4 separate regions of the Mus musculus genome follow, and all the other regions are linked to region 1. A link is a contact called in public promoter capture Hi-C data. All regions are on one chromosome and are shown on one strand. Each heading gives the region's core, a stretch centred on a gene start, on an enhancer-like site or on the middle of the called end of the contact. The rest is flanking DNA. Distances are from core to core; before and after follow the strand shown. Region 1 holds the start of Trim56 (tripartite motif-containing 56). Region 2 holds the start of Tsc22d4 (TSC22 domain family, member 4). Region 3 holds the start of Irs3 (insulin receptor substrate 3). Region 4 holds the start of Lrch4 (leucine-rich repeats and calponin homology (CH) domain containing 4).

The links. Promoter capture Hi-C pulls out the DNA fragments that hold promoters and counts their contacts.
Region 2: a promoter capture Hi-C map of the HPC-7 cell line shows a contact between it and region 1, with 2.5 times the contacts expected there. The contact joins the promoter of Tsc22d4 here to the promoter of Trim56 in region 1. A contact is called at or near these places in 16 of 39 promoter capture datasets (the 3T3-L1 cell line, the C10 cell line, the HPC-7 cell line and 9 more), 2 of 484 Hi-C or Micro-C datasets (both in embryonic stem cells), 4 of 115 datasets of contacts at active chromatin or transcription factors (acute myeloid leukemia, astrocytes, embryonic stem cells and 1 more) and 1 of 9 other capture datasets (embryonic stem cells).
Region 3: a promoter capture Hi-C map of 3T3-L1-derived adipocytes shows a contact between it and region 1, with 2.2 times the contacts expected there. The contact joins the promoter of Irs3 here to the promoter of Trim56 in region 1. A contact is called at or near these places in 19 of 39 promoter capture datasets (the 3T3-L1 cell line, 3T3-L1-derived adipocytes, the C10 cell line and 11 more), 1 of 15 datasets of contacts at CTCF or cohesin (pro-B cells), 8 of 484 Hi-C or Micro-C datasets (the G1E-ER4 cell line, the N1E-115 cell line, cardiomyocytes and 3 more), 5 of 115 datasets of contacts at active chromatin or transcription factors (acute myeloid leukemia, bone marrow-derived dendritic cells, embryonic stem cells and 2 more) and 2 of 9 other capture datasets (embryonic stem cells and pancreatic islet).
Region 4: a contact with region 1 is called in a promoter capture Hi-C map of neural stem cells. The contact joins the promoter of Lrch4 here to the promoter of Trim56 in region 1. A contact is called at or near these places in 8 of 39 promoter capture datasets (the C10 cell line, cranial neural crest, hippocampal neurons and 4 more), 2 of 484 Hi-C or Micro-C datasets (B cells and embryonic stem cells) and 5 of 115 datasets of contacts at active chromatin or transcription factors (bone marrow-derived dendritic cells, embryonic stem cells, memory CD8 T cells and 2 more).

What each region holds. Positions count from the first base shown.
Region 1 is chr5:137,114,422-137,117,905 of GRCm38.p6, reverse strand. It overlaps Trim56 (tripartite motif-containing 56), which reads left to right and starts at 1,699. Exons shown (of 3, transcript NM_201373.4): 1 at 1,699-1,794; 2 at 2,953-3,117; 3 at 3,245-3,484. The coding sequence starts at 3,246.
Region 2 is chr5:137,744,285-137,747,768 of GRCm38.p6, reverse strand. Tsc22d4 (TSC22 domain family, member 4) reads right to left here and starts at 1,800. Exons shown (of 5, transcript NM_023910.6): 1 at 1,355-1,800; 2 at 1-921. The coding sequence starts at 653.
Region 3 is chr5:137,643,967-137,647,450 of GRCm38.p6, reverse strand. It overlaps Irs3 (insulin receptor substrate 3), which reads left to right and starts at 1,737. Exons shown (of 2, transcript NM_010571.3): 1 at 1,737-2,360; 2 at 2,707-3,484. The coding sequence starts at 1,931.
Region 4 is chr5:137,627,348-137,630,831 of GRCm38.p6, reverse strand. Lrch4 (leucine-rich repeats and calponin homology (CH) domain containing 4) reads right to left here and starts at 1,709. Exons shown (of 18, transcript NM_146164.2): 1 at 1,406-1,709. The coding sequence starts at 1,625. Gm20605 (predicted gene 20605) reads right to left here and starts at 1,709. Exons shown (of 22, transcript NR_033148.1): 1 at 1,406-1,709.

The sequences.
Region 1 (3,484 bases), core at 450-2,949:
CGTTTTAAACGTTTAACTTGATTATGAACATGTGTGTGGGGGGGGGGCACACAAGCTCCATGGGCTGGATGTGGAGTTTGGGAACAGCTTGTGGAGTCAATCCCCTCCTGCCAGGTGGGTTCTGGGAACTGACGCTGGTCCTCAGGTTTGGTGGCAGGCACCGTTATTCGCTGAGCCATCTTGCCATCAGAGCTATTTTAATGCTGTTATTTGGAATCTCTCAAGTCGGCAACCTTCACAGCAAAGGAATTCACTCTGCTGGAATTCCTGCTTTTCCGCTGGCAAGAGGTGTTACCAGGCTTGAGAGCGAGGGACTCTGGTGTCCCCTGTTCCAAAGCCCACATCCTTTTCTGTTTGTTGAAACAAGGTCTCACATGTCTCAGGCTGGCTGGAACTCGCTATATGTTGAAGATGACCTCAAACTCCAGATCTTCCAGCCTCTGCCTCCCAAGTGCTGGGGTTATGCCTAGTTTATTAGGTGCTGTGGGTGTAATCCAGGGCCTCGGGCATACCAGGCGAGCTTTCTACCACTGTAAGCCATTGAGCCATATGGGGGTGAGTCCACCCCAGTGCAACCTTAATCTCTCTTGTCTTTCTGTGCTGTCTGGTTTTTCCAGGCCTTCCCCTTGGAATTGTACTTTTTTTTCTAGGCTAAAAAAAAAAAAAAAAAAAAAAAAATTTCCAAAGATGGAGGTGGTGGTACACACCTGAAATACCAACACTCAAGAGGCTGGGGCAGAAGGATCTTGAAGCTAGCCTGGGCTAAATAACGAGACTTTGTCTAAATATATACATAAGAAAAAAAAAACACCCAAAGTACATTTTTTTTTCTGAATATGTTGCTTTTACACCAGCATGAAGCAAAAATTTGGGGGAGAGAATAAAAGGGTAGGGAGATCGACAAGGTGAACCATGTTAGGTCTGCTACCACCCCAATGACTTCCTGTCCTCATTTTGATTGACTACCTGGTTTGTGGCATCCAACAATGTTAGTCAATTCCTCCCTCTACAACGTCTGTTGTCTTCCACGGTTCACACGGTCCCCTGTGATTCTTTCAAGCTTCACAGGCCTTAAACTTGCCAAGTATCTGAGGCTAGCTAGCATGGAACCTCTGGTCTTCCTGCCTCCAGCTCCCAGCGCAGGGATTACAGCTGTGGCCCACCACCGAAGGCTGAGGATTTCGGATGTCATTTCTCTGTCCCTGCACACCTGTTGCTCTCAGAACGCTCTTGCCCCGGGAAAGCCCCCAAATGCTCCGAGACCTCCTCAAACACATCTCTAGACAGCCTCCTCCAGAAAGACTGCGCTAAGCTCTGGAAATGTTCTTATCTGGGGCTCACAGCTTCAACGGTTAGCAAAGGACCCACGAGGAGCCTCGCCCACTGGCCCAATCGCTCATCTGTCATTCCTTGCCACACATAAACATCCTGACCCGATAAACATGCTCAGAGAATAGATTCTGGGGCAGTGTCTTGTTTGCAACACACACACAAGCTGACAGCTTGAGCCTGGGGCTACCAGTCGCCCTAACCTGTAGCCCCCAGACCTTCCTGCTGGAGTCGGGTCTGGCCTTATTGCCCCGGCCAGAGGGGAGGGAGGGTTCCAGGGTGGAGTGGTGAGGAAGGCGGGGCTTGCGCCCCAGAGTAGTTGTCCCGGGCCGGGGACGGAAGTTGCACCACCACAGTACGATTACTTTCAGTTTTGTTTCTCTTGCAGGTAGTCAACTGCTGGCGGTAGCGGGATTTCGGGGCTCCCCGGTCCTGCTGGGAGAGTCCAGGATCAGCTGTGGCTGGGTAAGGAGAGCCCGGGAAGGCGGATGGGGTTAAGAGCCAGCACCCAGAAAGACTAGCCTGGGGGGAGGGGAGGGAGGAAAGGGGAAGTGAGAAAGCCCGGGAGAGGGAAAGGAAGGGAGGGGAGAGAGGGCAGAGGGGACCTGAGAAGCTTGGGAGGACAAGCTTGGAGCCAGGCCCTGTCCCTCAGCCTCCCACCTCCCACCTTGTGTCCTGAATCCTACACTCACTGAGTGTAGACAACCGCACCCCCACCCCCCACTCCGAGTTTGTTTGTTTTTTTTTCCTCCCAACACTGGGGAAAAAGAAAAGTGATCGCTCTCATTCTCTCTCTCAAGGCTAGATCTCTCTGTAGGGCAAGCTCAACCAGAACTCACTATTGTAGCCCCAGGCTGTCCTGAAACTCACTTTTAAACCCAGGCTAGCCTCAAATTTGTGGCAAGCTTCCTGTCTCGGGCTCCAGCTTTCTTTATTAAGTCGCCACCGTGCTGGGGACTTACAGTACCTTCCCTCCAGGGGATTCTAGAATGAGTTTGGTAGGAATGGTAAAATTAGAGGACTCCAGGAGTCAGGCCAGATCTACATGACCCCCAGGTCCAGGAAAAGGAAGGAGATGAACTTTTTCTCCCTGAGCCTTCATCTTGATCTGTTGTTATTTTCAAAGCTAGATGGGGCAGGAAGTAGGGCCCCTTCCACCCTCCCAGGACACCCTCCCAGACAGATGGATGGACAAAGACTGCGGGACCCTGTCCAACATCGAAAAGCACAGTGCTCGCATGCCCCTGACCTGTGTGTCCTTCCTGGCTGCCCCTTGAGTCCTAGCACCCACTGATAACAGGACCCATGGCAAGGTGAACGTGGTGGTGCTTGCCTGTGATGTGAGCACGCAGGAGACTGAGGCAGGAGGAGCACAAGCTTGGAGCTAGACCCAGGAGCAGGGCTGCCTAGCTCACAAGAAGCCCTAGGTTGCTTCTCCAGTGCTACATAAACTTCCCAGGGCTCCGGAAGTGGAGGCAGGAAGTTCAGAAGGTCAAGGTCATCCTGGGCTACTTGGCCAAGTTTGAGGCCAGCCTGGGCTACATGAGACGGGAAGGGCTTGGGCTACACCTACCTTTGGCCCTTGACCTGGTATGTTACTAATTAGAGTATTCTATCTCTGAGGCCTGGGGGCTACCTGGTCTCATCTTTCCCACAGGCTCAGCACTTCCTACAGCCGGTCGCATGTTTACGTTTGGTGAGTGTCTGTAAAGAGAACAAAGTGGAAGAAAAAAACCCTTCCCCTGGTATCTAGTGCCTCCCACAAGCCAGAACGTACCAAACATCCAGGTGAGTGTGGACACCAGGAAAGAGTAGGGGAGGGGCTAGGATGAAGTGTGTTTGTGGGGCGGGGGAAGACAGGACCAAGCTAGGGACTTGGCCCAGGTATCTCTGACTTCTGCCCCTTCCCTTATAGCATGAACTCCAAAGACTCCTCCCCAACTCTGCTGGAAGCTCTGAGCAGCGATTTCCTAGCCTGTAAAATCTGCCTGGAGCAGTTACACACACCCAAGACTCTGCCATGCCTACATACCTATTGCCAGGACTGTCTGGCACAACTGGACATCGGTGGTCAGGTCCGCTGCCCCGAGTGTCGGGAGATTGTGCCTGTACCCGCCGAAGGGGTGGCCGCCTTTAAGACCAACTTCTTTGTCAA
Region 2 (3,484 bases), core at 551-3,050, 630 kb before region 1:
CCCCCAGACTCCACTTCTACCCTCAGAGAGGGCAGGGTCTGAGCACTATCTCCAGTCCCAGGCCCTGGGGGGCGCTGCTGGGGTGGAGATGCTGACAGCGGGGGTGTCTCCACCTTAGCCTTGCCAGGTCCTGCCAGCTGGCCCAGCCCCCCTGTGAAGGAGCGGGCCTGTGGTCCAGGAGAAGTAGGGGGCGGGCGGAGCCAAGAGGTGGGGCCCTGAGACAGGCCTGGCTGCGGGATAGGGGTGCTTATGCCCAAACTAGCCAGCTCCAACCTAGAATCCAATGATCTGCCTCCGGTGCCTCCAGAGGCCCCTCGAATGCCCTCCAGAAGCCGACCGAAGCTTGGAGGCTCCAGATCTCTCTCGTAAACATCCACACACGTCCACCGACCTCGACGATAAGGCTCTCCCAAACCTTGGGGCAGCTTCACCACCCGGAAACGGGAGGCAGGGGCTCCAGGTGGCGGAGAGCCATTCCGGGGGGTGCCCCTGCCCCCTGGATCAGGGTTGGGGTCCCCATTGGGGAGGCGGGGCGGGGGCCCAGCGAGAGCCGGTGGGACAGGGGAATCCGAAGCCCCTGGGCTTCCTGGGCCCTCATAGTCCGTGGTGACGCTGGTGATCTGAAAACTACTTTTCTTCTTACCACCACTCATGGTCCCTGGGGCTCCGGACTGGGCTCGGGTGGGGGAGGGGCTGGGCTCCTGGAGAGGGGCTCAGGCACCTCTGGAACAAGGGGGCCACATGGCAGGGACATCGGGGCCCCTGGGGACGTCTGGGTCCGACATGGCAGGAGGGCCTTGTGGGAACTTGGGGGTGCCTGGTTAGTGACTGGAGTACAGAGGGGAGGTGGCAGGAGGGGGGGGCAGGGGCAGGTTTTTCCTGCTGCTGTCGCCGCTGAAACCCCAAAGCTGAGCTTGCAAACTGGAAAAAGAAAGAGACAGAAAGTGAGCGAGAGTGTGTGTACGTGAGCAAAAGAAAAAGCAGGGGCCAAACCACCTCCGGGGCTTCCTCTCGGGGGAGCCGACTGGAGGGAGGAAGAAGAAAGCCACTAGAGACCCAGAGACAAGTAGAAATGACAGACCGGAGCAGAGGGGACAGAATTCAGAACACCCACAACAGGAAGAAGCAGCTGGGACCCAAAGTTGGACATTTCATGCTTGAGATCCAAACTCGTCCCCAACACGTATCTCCATGGCCAGGGGCACAGGGGTGAATCGGCTCCTCCCCTGAAAGGGCCACCCTGAGGCCTCTGCCGGGCCTCAAGCCCACCCCACCCCCATTCCAGTTCCCCCATCGCTGGTTAGGCACTGCCCGCCAAGCCAAGCGCCCCGCCCAGCCCGGGAGAACTACCTACCTCTCGGGCCTCGGCCACCGAGCTGAGCTGGAGAGAAGACCTGGGGGACTAAGATCTCTCTCTCTCTCTCTCTCTCTTTTTTTTTTAAATCCTAAGGCGGCCTAGAGCAGGCCACGGCAGGCAGCAATCAAGGGCTACCCAGTGTTCTCTGGCGTCCGCATCTCACTCTGCGAGGCATCTCGGTGGAAAGTTTGCAGTTGAGACGAGAAGAAACCAGCGCTTCCACGGGGGAGCCCAGGCGCAGCCTCGGTTAACACTCCACGGGTCTTCCCTGTTGCTGTGGGAGGGGGCGGCTCAGCCCCCCGCTGGCTCCAGTCCCTTGAGTGGCTCTCTCTCAAGGCTCCTCCCACGTGGCCCCACTGGATGTATCTCTCAGCTCCTCAGCTCCGCTCCGTCTCGGTCTGGGTCTCTGGCTCTCTTTCTGGGCTGTTGACAACCCCCACACCAGGAAGTCCTGCCTTCTCGGGCCTGCTCACTGCTCCTCTCCTCCTCCTTCCCCTCTTCCTCCTCCCTCCTCCCTCCTCCCTCCTAAGGCTCCCTGCCAGCTGGCCCGGAGCCAGGCCTGCCACAGCCGCAGCCGCAGCCGCAGCCTACAGTTGCTGCTGTAGCTGCTGCTGTTGCTGCTGCAGCTTCTGCCGCTGCGGGTCCCAAACTGGTTGCTTTAACCCTACACCTGCCAGGTTCCAGGCAACTCTTCCTCGGAGGGAGGGGCATGAGGGCGGAGAAAAAGAGGAGGAGCCTGCGGGAGGCCAGGGATTCCCTTACTTGTAGGCTTTTGCAGGTTCTCCAAAAGAGTCTCAAGGAACGTGCCAGACATGTTCTGGGTACCTGACTGTCCATAAATACATAGTCAATGTGACCCACTGGCTGTGATTTGTCACAGCGTCTCTGGTTTTCACCGTAAATTCACGAGAAACTCCTTTCCCCACTCTGTTTTCAAAAGCGAGCGGCTATGAAAATTTTCAAACATGCCCTAAAGTAGAGGAACTAGGAGAATGAACGCCCATACACGCCATCATGGACTTGTAACAAGTATCAGCTGTACCCAAACGTGTTTTATTCCTCCAATATCTTTTCTCGGATTTTGCTGCAATATTTGAATTTTTTTTTTTTTTTTTTTTTTTTTTTTTTTTTTTTACTGTGAATGTATGTATGTGTAGATCTGGAGGTCAACTTGAAGGAGTCAGTTTTCTCTTCCACTATGTGGGTCCAAGGATGGAATAGTGCCAACCATCCGGTTTGGTGGTAAGGCCCTTTACCCACTGAGCCATCCTGTCTATCCTGCTCCTGCTCCAGTATATGAAATCAAATCTCTGATACGGTGTTTCCCTCTCTTAAAAAGGGAAAATTGGAGAAAGCAAACTATCCAAGAAGGCTGTTGGTGGTAGGGTAGACATGTGTGTGGCGTGTGTGTGCACATGAATGAGTAGTTGCACACACTTGTGTGTGTTTGTTAGCCACAGGACCACACTGGGTGTCCTACTCAGGGTCTCTCATTGAATGCATAGCTTGGTAGGCATCCAGCAAGCCCCAATAATTCTACATCTATTCTCCACAACACTGAGGTTATAGGCACACATGGTTATGCCTGGCTTCTCATGTGGCTACTGAAGATTTGAACTCAGGTCCTCATGCTTGAGTAGCAAGAACTTTTACCTGCTGAGCCACTCCTCAGCCCAGAACAGGCATTGCTACCTTCTCATCTTTGTCCCTCATATAAACACTTAGGTAGATGGGAAGATGAAGTTGCTCACTTCTGCTTCCCCAAGTGCTTGGACACACACCCATGTCCACACAACTACCCCGTGCGTATACCTGAGAACCAATCCCAGCTGGCTACAGACCAGCTCTTTCCCATCTCCAGCCCTCTCCCACCTGTCCCATATTATCCCTTCATCATTATGAAGGAGAATCTGCACACACATAAAGGGTCTATTCTGCAACTGGCAAGAAAAAAAGCGAACTCCCAACTGCCATTTTTCTTTCTTGGCACCCATACTGGCATTCTGGGCAAGAATCTTTCAGCCAAAGCAGGATCTAAAGGCAGCATCTGGTGTCACTCATGGGTTTGGAAGGAAATAGGTTCTAATTAATTTTCCTCAAACAGAACTGTTCTTAGAGCCGGGCGTG
Region 3 (3,484 bases), core at 488-2,987, 530 kb before region 1:
AGGGAGCCCCTCCCCCAAGTCCCCTACCAGGGTCTCAGGGCTTGGCCTTTTCTTCTCTGTATACCGTTATCTTTCCCCACATGGATTTTGCTGGCCACGACATTAGGGCATTGGCAGGTCTGCTAAGGTACCATGACTTGTCAACTAAGCTTTGTCAGAATGTGTCACACCACTCCCCACCCCCATGTGACCCTAATGTAGAGAAACAAAATATCCAAGGGGCTGGGGACGTAGTCTAATTAGAAACGTGCTTGCTGTGCAGATCCAATGGCCCCAATTTGATCATCAGAACCCACATGGAAAGTAGAATCCCAGTCCATCACAACCCCAGCACTTCTAGAGCAAGCTAGAAGACTACAACAGGACACGACTCGGAAGGCAGAGGCAGGCAGCTCTCTGAGTCCCAGGACAGCCAGAGCTACAGAGAAACCCTGCCTAAAAAAATAATGGCCACTACTATCTTTAAATGCCTGGGGTACACAGTGCGGCAGCAGAGAGAGTCCCTGCTTCAAAAAGGTGGAAGGCTAGCCGGGCATGGTGGTGCACGCCTTTGATCCCAGCACTTGGGGGGCAGAGGCAGGCGGATTTCTGAGTTCGAGGCCAGCCTGGTCTACAAAGTGAGTTCCAGGACAGCCAGGGCGATACAGAGAAACCCTGTCTCGAAAAAACAAAAACAAACAAACAAAAAAAGGTAGAAGGTGAGGACCCACTTCCAAAAGCTGACCTCTGACCACATGCAGGGGACAGCCTGTACAACACACGTACTATTTTCCAAGCTGGGTGTGGTAGCATGCACTGTAACCTCAGGCAGGGGAAGTGGAGTCAGACATATGATAGGCCTGAGGCCTTCCAGGCCTGCAAATCGAACCTACTAGACAAGTTCTAGTGAGCCTGTCTCAAAAACAAGAGGGATCGCTCTTGAGGAATACGAGAGGTTGTCTTCCAGCCTCCAATAAGCATGTGCATTTGTGGCCTATGATCTCCAGCCCCACCCAAACCTCTCAGGATACACGGGCTCACCAGGACGTCTGCCACAGGATCCCAGCTCCTGTGACCACAGCCACCATCAGGTTCAAGTTGGCATTTGGCTGGTGGTCAGGGGCACTTTGAGGAAGGTGTCTCTGAGAGACTAAGTCCTCTTTCACACATCCTTCAGTGGACATTTGCATGCGTGGGAATCTGGAGAGGGTGGGGGTGCGGTTGGTTACCAGAGACCAATCTAGTTTGGTTTTCCTATCCTGGGGTATCCATCAACCCAAACTCAGATAGCTCAGAAGCAAAGACACAAAGATCATCTCTGGGTAGGAAAGGAAAGAACACTGAGGACCTATACAACTAGAGGCTCAGTTCGGAGGCTCCTCCCTGGAGAACTGCCGCTATCAGGATGGCCCGCTAGGCCAGGCCACTCTTCTAATTACTAGTGCCATCACTGCTAACCACAGCCGCTTCTTCTGCACCCTGGCTTTCTGGCTTTCGAGATTGCCCCGGGCTGCCTCTGGCGGTACTCCTCCACCCCCACATCCAGTCAGCTGATTGGTAGAGATGCCCCCCCTCACTCCCCGCCCCTGTGAAAGTTTGGTCCCAGCGGTGCAGGGCTCCTACTCTAGCCTATGAATCCTAAACTCAAATTCCTGCACTCGGGCGTGGGAGGGTTAACTTGAAGGGGTGGAGATTCCAACAAGGAGGCTGACCCAGCTAGGTCAGCCTCCCTTAGACCTAGGAGTCCTGGTGTCACTGGCCACTGGGACACACGCACTCCTGTGTACAGGCTCCTTGTTCACTCCAAGTCAGGAGAGGGCGTGGAGAGATGCAGGGCAGCTAGGCCGGCTGCAGTTTCCCAGGGCTACTTGTTCCAAGCGGGTGGTAGCTCAGGGGGCCAGACCCATTCAAATCAGTCCTTCTGGGGACAGTTTACTGTCTTTGGCTGGAAATGAAGCCTGCAGGTACGGGCCCCACAGTCTCCTCCGGGGGCGAGTGCACCGACGTGTCCCTCGGCTCACCGTTTCCTTGGCCCTGCCTGCCCGACGTGCGGCTCTGTGGCCATCTGAGGAAGCAGAAGTCCCAGCGCCGCCGCTTTTTCGTGCTGCGCGCTGACCCACCACGCCTGGAGTGCTACGAGAGCGAGAAGAAGTTCTTGGCCAGCGGCTGCCGCCCACCTAGACCCCGGCGTACCGTTAGCCTGGAGGGTGCCTGCACTATTAGCAAGCGCGCGGATGCCCGTCAGCGCCACCTGATCGTCATCTATACCAGCGACAGCAGCCTGGGCGTGGCGGCGGCCAGCGAAGCAGAGCAGCAAGCATGGTACAGCGCCCTGCTCGAGGTGCGCGCCACCGCCGCAGCCGCTGCTGCTACTGCTATGGGTGAGCCTTGGGTGAGCGACGGGGAGGTCAGGGGGTTGCCGACTTAGTTTATCTTGAACCCATTTCCCTCAGATCAACTGAGGTTTAAATCTTTTTTATTTTCGAGACAGGGTTTCTCTGTGTAGCCCTGGCTGTCCTGGAACTCACTCTGTAGACCAGGCTGGCCTCGAACTCAGAAATTCGCCTCCCAAGTGCTGGAATTAAAGGTGTGCGCCACCACGCCCGGCCTGAGGTTCAAATCTTAAGCTAAAAAAAAAAAAAAAAAAAAGACGTATAAAACGTCTTGGTCACCTGGGACCCGGTGACCCCAACCCCTGCCTCCCGGTGACTTGCCAATTCTCTCCAGGTTTCAGTCCCCAAGAGGCCCCTGAGTCTTGGATCTTCGCCCCATTCCAGGACGTCTGGCCTGTGACACTGCGGTCCAAGGGGCTGGGGAGAGCACAAGGCCTGAGCAGCGGCAGCTATCGCCTGTGCCTGGGTTCTGGGGCCCTGAGCCTCCTGCGAAAGCCTGGAAGCAAAGGTTCCAGAGACAGCCGGGCAACGCCACCACCAGTCCTGCGCTTGTCCTTGCTCAGTGTGCGCCGCTGTGGCCACGCAGACTCTTTTTTCTTCCTGGAACTCGGGCGCTCAGCGCCCATTGGTCCTGGTGAGCTCTGGCTGCAGGCTCCTGATGCAGTGGTGGCCCAAAGCATTCATGAGACAGTCCTGGCTGCCATGAAGCGGCTGGGGAGCAATGCAGCTGGCAAAGCTGAGCCACCGCCACAGGGAAATCCTCCAAAGAGTGTTCCTGCAGCTCCTACCCCGACACCATATGAAATCCCTGCATCGGCAGCACAAGCAAGAAGCCCCAGTGAGCGAGCAAAGCAGGACTACTTCAAGCCCCTGGAAAGGATGGGGTCAACACACTCCTACAAGGGACTAGATCTGGGCGGGAACTACATCACCATGGGAGTCAGGAATGACTATGTCCACATGGGGGGAGGAGAAGCAGGTGACTATATGTGGATGGCGCCCCCAGGCCTTCCTCCCACCCCTGCCAGGGCAGATCCTAATAAGCAGCTCGAGGATTGTGAGAGCACAGAGTATGTGCCCATGAATAGATTTTTACCTGGGCCTTTTTACTA
Region 4 (3,484 bases), core at 460-2,959, 510 kb before region 1:
AGGGCTTGGTAGTTTTCCCAAGAGTCCACTCACTGAGACAGAGCCCTGAGGAAGTAAAGAAAAACATTTGGTCTTGGTCACAAAACAAGCAAGAGGGGGAGGGGAAAGGGAACAGACGGCCAGTGTCACACAGCTGCTGAGGTCAATCTGGAGCTGGGGGGCTGGGGGGACCTAGGAGGGGTAAGCATGGCTCCTGGGGCTCACCCATTCCCAGGACTCATTCAACTGTGTAGGGAAAAAGCATTTAAAAACAGAGAGATTTAAACTTTTTCTCTCCAGAGCTGTAAGAGGAGATTGTGCCCCAGCCAGCCTGGTACAATTGCAGGTGGGCAGGAACCTACTGGAGCAATGTGTTCTTTGATCCAGCTTGATCCAGCCCTGGACCAGATGAGAGGAGCAGAAGGGGCCCTAACACTCCAGCCCAGACTGGGGTGGGGCTCCCGGAATGTAGCCCTCTGTTGTGATTCCCCGCCCTCAGCTGCCAGCCCAAGTTCATAGGCTGCCTCCTAAGCAGCCTGACTCACCTGTCATAGTACAGTCCCCAGTGCCTGGCCATAGCAGACCCAAGGGTAGAGTGTCCATGATTAGTGGGATCCCAAACACACACACACCAGGGTGGGGTGGACATGATTAGAGGGGTCCTGAGGGCAGGGACTGGAGAGTCTCCAGGAGGTCAGCACTCCTAGCTAAGAGATACAATGTCCTTCCTTTCAGCAAGCTGCCTCAAGTTTCTCCCCTAAGGGGAAAGCAGAATTGTAGGGTTCCTATGAGATCACAAACTCCACAGTGACCTCATAAAACCAGGAAGAAGAGAAAGGGGATAGGGGGATAATGGGTGGAAAGTTAAGGGCGAGAGATTCACTTCTTTCACATAGATAGGCTGGGGTGGACGGCGGAGAGGGGCTGGGACTTGGGGAGACTACGGAAAAGCAAGCAGAAACGTCGGGTTGTTAGGAGCGACCCTTTAGGAAAGAGATAACGGGGCTTGTTGGGATTGTGGTGGACGGGTGAGAAAGACGTTGGAAACGACTAAAAGGGTGAAAATGTAGCGATTAATGATAGATTCTACATGGAAGTTTGCTTTAAGGGTTGATCAGATCTAGGGTTGAAGAAGCCAACCAGGTGAGGGGCGGGACCATGCTACAGGTGCGCAATATGCAAATAAAGGGGAAGAGTCTCCTAGAGCTCGGCCAAAAGTGTTCTGTGCACTCTTGAAGCGAACTCATTGTCCAGTGGTTCTTACACAGGGGAGGGGAGGTCGCGGGCTCAATGCCAATCCCAAGGGGCGAGCGTTCAAGACTGCCAGGTGAAGGGGTGGGCCCAATCGAACGCGAGGCGGGGCTATGCAAATGAGGGTCGCAGTCCAGTATGGGTCCCCTGCTCTCTGGGCACCAGCGCAACTCACCAGCCTGGGTGATGTCTGACAAGTCGTAACTGCGGGCCGCGCCCCGGGGGAAGTGCTTCAAACGCCGGTTGGACAAGTTCAGGGTCCCGGTGGCCACAGCCTCCTCTAGGGCTCGTTCTGCGCTACGGCTCCCAGGTAGACCAGGAGACCCTGGCAAGGACACTGAAGCTGCAGCTTCCTCACCCCCGGCGGCGAGTGGGCCCGCTACTGCTGCCGCCATCCGCTCTCGGCGGCTCCCCCTGCCTGACTGACGGCACCGGCCGGCCCTTCTCGCCCTTCCCCCTCCTCGGAGCCGCCGTAGTCCCCACTGAAGGGAGGAAGCGAGGGTCAGGAACTCCGCGGACCAATCATGAACCAGAGACGCGTTAGAAGTGCCCAATCAGAAAACGGCAGGGGGTGGAGCCTCTCAATTCTAGATTACACTGAGGGAAGGGAGGGGTGAAGAGGAGCACCCCGCCAACGGCCGCGGTTCCTGGTCGGCCCGCCCCGCGCAGCGACATCCAATCACAACTCTCGAGGCTGGAGATGGAGCCAATGAGACCCGCCCAGGAGGCGGGGACTACAGGTCTCAACTTTAGGGTATTAGAGACCCAGAGACCACAAACCTGCTTTTTCAACCAAGACCAATTGCAATCTAGATTCAGGCGAGTGACTGTGAAGAAGACCAATTAGAACCTACAAAAGGAACCTGTCCCGGCCTCTTCTCTGAGGGACGGTTCTGCCTACCAATAGCATGGGCTAGGAGGTGCTCCATTCGCTAGACAGAAGGAGGTGGGTGAGCTAGAATTTTTGAGACGCAGGTAAAGATCGTAAAAGGCGCGCGCTGGGCGGCCTGACAGTGCAGGGTTAGGGTTGGGTACTAGCTGTGCTTACTGGGGAGCAAACCAGCATCCGAGAAGTGAGGAAGGGCGAGGGATGCCCCACTCAGCACTCAGGCTGTTGTCTCAACAGAAGGGACCATTTCCTCCTGCGCAGTCTTGAGTCCCTAATGGGAATGCTGGGGATGACCGGTGAGGGGGTTTCCAGTTCAGAGAGGGAAAGTCGTCAGACCTGCCAAAGTCCCCCTGGAGAAGACTTGTGATGGCCAGACCAAACTTTAGAGACTACGAAGGATCTCATGGCCTCTAGAACAAGATCTTTGGGGGTTTTTTGTTTGTTGCTTTTCCGAGACAGGATTTATTTCTCCGTGTAGCCCTGGCTGTTCTGAAACTTGCTCTGTAGACCAGGCTGGCCTTGAACTCAAGAGCTCCTCCTGCCTGTGTCTCCCGAATGCTGGGACTAAAGGCGTGCATCATCACCGCCCGGCTAAGACCTCGGGTTTTTTATAAATGAGGAAAGGGAAGCTGGACAAATCTCAGACCTCCAGTAGAACTCCCCCACACATACTTTCATAACAGACTTTGTCTATTGGAAACCTCTTATTTGAAGCTGGGTGTGGTGGCATGAGCCTGTCGTGACAGTTCTTAAAAAGAGGAGGCAGAAGGATCGGGACTTCGAGGTCAATTCCAGGCAAGCCTGGACTACATAACTCCAAACTAACCTTTTTTAAAAACAAAAACAAACAAACAAACAAACAAACAAACAAAAAAACCCCAGAAAACTTCTTGAGATACAGGAAGGAGTCCCAGATGTGAGAGATAATAGTAAAAGAATATTTTTTTTTCCTTTGAGATTTGCTTTTAGAAGAATGTTAGCGTTTAATGAACCTCCCTGTGTGGCTTCTAGTCATTAGAAAACAGGCATCCCAACACCCTTAATCGCCTCGGCTCTTCCAAGGTTAATCCTGTGGTGAGGCATGCCACTAAGCATCCCCCTTCCCTCTTGGGTGCCTCCACAGCTTACCAATGTGGCTGTAGCTGTGGCTAACATGGCCCCATAATTTCAGTCTTTTTTTCTCAATGTGGGTGGCATGGTGACCTAAAGGAAAAGAGGGAGACTGGCTTTCAGAGACAAGGTCTCCTATAGTTCTAGCTGGCCTCTAACTGGTGATGTAGCTAGGAGTGACCATGAACAACTCCTGACTGTTACCACCTCTCAAGTGCTGGGATTATAGGTGTGCACCCTCATGCAGGGCTCGAT